2 separate regions of the Zea mays genome follow, and region 2 is linked to region 1. The links are chromatin contacts, called in public Hi-C maps. All regions are on one chromosome and are shown on one strand. Each heading gives the region's core, a stretch centred on a gene start, on an enhancer-like site or on the middle of the called end of the contact. The rest is flanking DNA. Distances are from core to core; before and after follow the strand shown. Region 1 holds the start of LOC103633593 (UDP-glucuronate 4-epimerase 3). Region 2 holds the start of LOC100381766 (vacuolar proton ATPase a3).

What was found. Hi-C and Micro-C count contacts between places; a contact is called where the count stands out from the background.
Region 2: a contact with region 1 is called in a Hi-C map of ear, with 1.8 times the contacts expected there. The contact joins the promoter of LOC100381766 here to the promoter of LOC103633593 in region 1. A contact is called at or near these places in 2 of 25 Hi-C or Micro-C datasets (ear and tassel).

The regions. Positions count from the first base shown.
Region 1 is chr1:34,282,087-34,284,786 of Zm-B73-REFERENCE-NAM-5.0, forward strand. It overlaps LOC103633593 (UDP-glucuronate 4-epimerase 3), which reads left to right and starts at 1,314. Exons shown (of 1, transcript XM_008655290.3): 1 at 1,314-2,700. The coding sequence starts at 1,506.
Region 2 is chr1:34,584,375-34,587,074 of Zm-B73-REFERENCE-NAM-5.0, forward strand. It overlaps LOC100381766 (vacuolar proton ATPase a3), which reads left to right and starts at 1,325. Exons shown (of 18, transcript NM_001329487.1): 1 at 1,325-1,621; 2 at 2,107-2,151; 3 at 2,450-2,572; 4 at 2,651-2,700. The coding sequence starts at 1,472.

The sequences.
Region 1 (2,700 bases), core at 64-2,563:
ACAAAAAAAAGTCTAGAATTAGAAAAACTCGGACAGAGGGAGTACGTGACAGTATAAAAGTTGCGTGATTTTTTTTTTGAAATTTAGGTTTTTTTTTGAAAAAAATCATGTTTAGCCTCCTAAACAACTTAATAGTGTTTCTGGACACTTTACTCGCGCTATAGGCATGGCCCTGAGGTACCTAGTGTGCTGGCAGTCGTGGAACATGTTGACGTCTATGTGGCCTAGCTTGGCGCTAGAGATCTTGGCGCTGAGCTAGGCAATACACATGCACGTCTATTCCTCAACCTCGCGTCGATTCAGTTCAAGCCGCTAGCGCTTTCTCTCTCTAACACAGTGTGTTTGGATGTCTCGATTGAGATAAATGGGCCGGTCTGCCACAATCACAACTAGGAATAGTAAGATCAAGAAAAACATGAGCATCCTTGGTAGATGCATCGAGATATAACTCTCGAGAACGACCTCTTTCGCCACAACTTCTTATGATACATGTTTTCCGTCTAAGAAACAATTTGATATTAACACCACTAGAGAAATACCAGAAAAGTTTTAAACTTATAAATAACATGATACTCATAGTTTCAAAACCCTAACAATTTTTAAACCCACGATTCAAAACTTATCTAACAAACCTTAACTACTGTATAAACCATATATCTTAGAAGCCATAACTAATAGTCATACGTCCACCAATCAAACCTAATTAATCTAAACCCTATGAAACCATACTACGCAATATATATATCGAATGGATACATAACAAATGAATCGGTGAGACGCCATACCTTGCTCTTCAAGCTGTTTGGACCAAATCGAAGCTTTCAGACTCGAAAATAAAAACTGAAGTCCGTGGGTGGTATGGAAAACGAAGGAAACGAAAAACGAACGAAACGAGGGAGAAGAAGAATGGACAAGAGTAGCTCTCGACCAAGGAAGAGACGATTTATTAGACTGTCTAGCTTAGCGCCAAGATCTGTAGCGCCGAATTAGACCATGTAAGCGCTAGCATGGCTCGCGGACGTCAGTGAGGTGAAGACCTCGACGCCATAGGCTATGACGCTGAACAGTATTGGGCACCGTGGGTTATGACGCTAAGCAAATGGTCAAAAGACGCCGTCCATGGAGAATTATTTTTATTAAAAGGGCTAAATTGCTTTTTTTTTTTTTTTTGAAAAGTGTCCATCGCCTAGCACCCGTATAAACTCTTGGTGCTCCTTCATATAAAAATCTAACTAAGAATCAGGAAGGTAAAATATAGACGAGAACAATCCACGGGAATACGGGATTTATCCCCAAATGCCCAAATGTAGCGGCCCGCAAACCAAATCCCACTGAAACAGCCCCTCGAAAGCAAATCGGAACCTATCCGGCTATCCCCACTCGAAAAAACGGCATCAGCGAAAGGTCCCGCAAACCCAAGCGCCGCGGCGGACCCGATCACCCCAATCCCAGCCCCAGGCCCGAGCCGAGATCCAGGACCAGCCGCATTGCCGCGGATCGAGGGGATGGCGCCGCAGCTGACCGGGGCACCCGGCTCGGCGGCCGCGGCGGGCGGCGCAGCGGCCGTCAAGCCGCAGTTCCACCACTACCACCACCGCCTGCCCCCGCGCCACCACCACCCCTCGCCGACGTCTCTCCTCTCCAAGCTCGCCTTCTGGTCCGTCTGCTCCCTCTCGCTCCTCCTCGCCTTCCTCCTCCTCTCACCCGCGGCGCCCGCCCCGCGGGCCGCGCCCGAGTCCCCGCGCCGCTCCCTCCACGCGTCCCCCTCGTCCACCGCCTCCTGGGGCGGCGCCGCCTGGGAGAAGAAGGTGCGGGCGTCGGCGCGCGTCAGGCGCTCCCGGGGCCACTCCGTCCTTGTCACGGGCGCCGCGGGCTTCGTCGGCTGCCACGCGGCCGCCGCGCTTCGACGCCGAGGGGACGGCGTGCTGGGCCTCGACAACTTCAACAACTACTACGACACGGCCCTCAAGCGCGGCCGCGCCGCACTCCTCGCCCGCTCGGGGGTTTACGTCGTTGACGGCGACATCGCCGACGCCGAGCTCCTCGCCAAGCTGTTCGACGTCGTGCCCTTCACACATGTCCTCCACCTCGCCGCGCAAGCCGGCGTGCGGCACGCACTCGTGGACCCCATGTCTTATGTGCGCGCCAATGTTGCCGGTCTCGTGGCGCTGCTCGAGGCGGCGCGCTCAGCCAACCCTCAGCCCGCCATCGTCTGGGCGTCGTCGTCTTCAGTGTACGGGCTCAACTCCCATGTGCCTTTCTCCGAGCATGACAGGACGGATCGACCAGCCTCTCTCTATGCAGCCACCAAGAAGGCCGGCGAGGAGATTGCTCATGTCTACAACCACATCTATGGTCTGTCACTCACCGCCCTCAGATTCTTCACTGTCTATGGGCCATGGGGGCGTCCGGACATGGCGTACTTCTTCTTCACCAGGGACATCCTTGCTGGTCGGCCAATTACCGTCTATGAGAGTGCCGGTGGAGGTTCACACCAGACTACCATTTCCCGGGATTTCACCTACATTGATGACATTGTGAAGGGCTGCGTAGCGGCCTTGGATACAGCTGGTCGGAGCACAGGCAGTGGAGGCAAGAAGCGAGGTACGGCACCGTTCAGGACTTACAATTTGGGCAACACTTCACCTGTGCCTGTTACACAGCTAGTGGATTTGCTTGAGAAACTGCTCAAAGTGAAGG
Region 2 (2,700 bases), core at 75-2,574, 300 kb after region 1:
GCCGGCGACCACCATGGCACATTTATTACATGCACTTCACATGGCAAGGAACACAACACAAAAAGACAAATTTTCCTACACAAACAACACAACATCATTAGTTAGCATTTAGCATAGTAAAGTATATGCTTTAAGAGCATAAGTAGGGAAGCCTCAAATTATCTTAATAATAATCATTTTTAGCCAAAGGTACATCAACCATGACTTCTCACAATGTATGTTGCAAAAACATGTAAAAGTAGGATACATCAGAGCTCTCGAAAAATCAATCCAATCTTTAAGGATGTGCTTGGAACTGCTCTAGGTTCCAGCTCTAATGAGAAGTTGTAGTTTATAATATAAATTTAAATATTTTAAAAACATTTTAAATTTAAATAATAAAGAAAATAGGTTGTTAAAATACCTTCTAAAGGTTTATTAATCTAACTTCATGATCTTCTAGAGCATTTAATAGCCTGCTCTACTAATTTTTTGGAGCTAAAGCAGTTCCAAACATCCCCTAAACCAAATAATTGATCGACTCTACATGCAACGAGAAAGCTTGAAGACAAGACAAGAACAACCAAACAAGTAAATAAAACTATTTAAAATTTACTTTTTACATTAAAAGTGAAATCTTATAATGATAATAAAGCTACCTACCTGAGCTATTTGCATGGACCACCATGCTAGTTGAATTTATTTAACAAATCTGTTGCAAAATTTGTTTGCATGTTAAAAATGGTTTCTTTAATTACATGGTACAAAGGAGATGTTCACATTGCACATATGCTCTTCTCTACGAACACACATATAAATAATAAACTATCCCTCAAACCCTATTTCTATAAGGACCTTTGAAAGTTATTGCTAGAGACGAGATTGACGTTGCATACACCACAAAAGCCATTAAATCGCACGGAGTATAATGTTTACTGAGGCCCTTGTAACCAGGGACCGAGCACCAGTTCAGAACATTTGAAATTGAGCCGTTGTACATCTCTATGGCCATTCGTGCTCGTTTATATGGGCCAAAATTTTAGCTCATCTCGCCTCAATTAATTCCGACGGGCCCAACACGTACCCAATCATGGAGGACTCTTTTCTCATCCACTGCTACGATCCCACCCGGCCCCACAGGTCAGCTAGCCTAATCAATCTCCTCGCGAAATCCAGACACTTCTTCATCGCCGCAGGCAAACACTCAGATCCGAACTCTGGCAACTGGGACCCACAGGTCAGAGTCCCGATAGGTGTTCGGCCCTGCCACGTCTCCGCGTAACCCACATGGTCCACAACCCCCCGGCTGTCTCTACCTCCTTCCTCGCTCACCTCCTCACGACGTGAGGAATCGATCAGGCCACCGCCGTACCCGTCGGAGATCCGCTCCGCCCGCGCGATTTCGATCCGAAACACCTCGTCGGATCTTCAGGGATCTGACTGAGGGGCAGCGCGCCGGCTGCTGACACGGCGGGCACGCGCGCAGCCAGCCATGGCGCGTGGTGGCGGAGGCGGCTGCTGCCCGCCAATGGATCTGATGCGATCGGAGGCGATGCAGCTGGTGCAGGTCATCATACCCGCTGAGTCAGCGCACCTCACCGTCTCCTACCTCGGAGACCTCGGCCTCCTCCAGTTCAAAGACGTATGGTTGCTTGCCCCTGCTCGTCCCTTCGATTACGGGGGTGGGGCGATCCAACTTGCTCCGGAGCTGAATCCCTTTCGATCTAAGATAGTGGTTTGGTGATAAGTAGGACTTCGTGATCGGGGCTTCCTGGGAGTTAGAGAGGGTGTCCTGTGGGCATTGCGATTTTGGGGAATTTGCAGCTATAACGTGCAATTGTTTGCTGTTTACTGTTCTTCAGCGTTGGAATTGTGGTATAATGGTTCACATTGGTGTGATTGGTTGTAGTTGGAGCCATGAATTTAGCATAGGAATGTTTTTATTGGGAATTATCTTGCATATGCAGAATTTCCAGTAGTCAATGAAAATTACAGTTCCAGCAAAAGGTTACGTTGGTATGCTATTGTGCTTCATTAGCTGATCGTGATGGTGTGCTGTTGATTCTTGCTCTGGGTGCTGATTCTTTACCTGTGGGTTTAATCTTATTACTGTTTTTTTTGCCACAGCTTAATATAGATAAGAGCCCGTTTCAACGGACATATGCTGCCCAGGTACATACCCCAGTTACCTTGACAACAATTTTATCTTAATTTTTCCACAACTTTAATCTGAAATTGACATCTATATGCAGTCCCTTCTCGTTGTTGACTCTCTTTTGAGATTAACCTCCTCCTCATGATAAATTACGTTGTAACCTTGACAAGCTATATAAACTTGGCATTTCCTAAACCATAGTCGACAACTCACTTTTTATTTACTCACTAAGTACAGTGCAATTAGGATTATTTACCCATGTGTCTAATATGGTTTTCCATGTTATGTTAATTGTTCTACTCTACTTTCTTACAGATTAAAAGGTGTAGTGAAATGGCTCGTAAATTAAGGTTTTTTAAGGAGCAGATGTCAAAAGCTGACATAACAGCCTCTCCTACACAACTAAATGGAACTCATATGGATTTTGATGAATTGGAGGTATGTTAGTCAATGTGATGCTCCTTGATCATGGATAATAAATCTTGACTTGCTGTTTTAAACACTGCCTAATAACAGATAAAGCTTGGAGAACTGGAAGCTGAGCTAACTGAAGTTAATGCAAACAA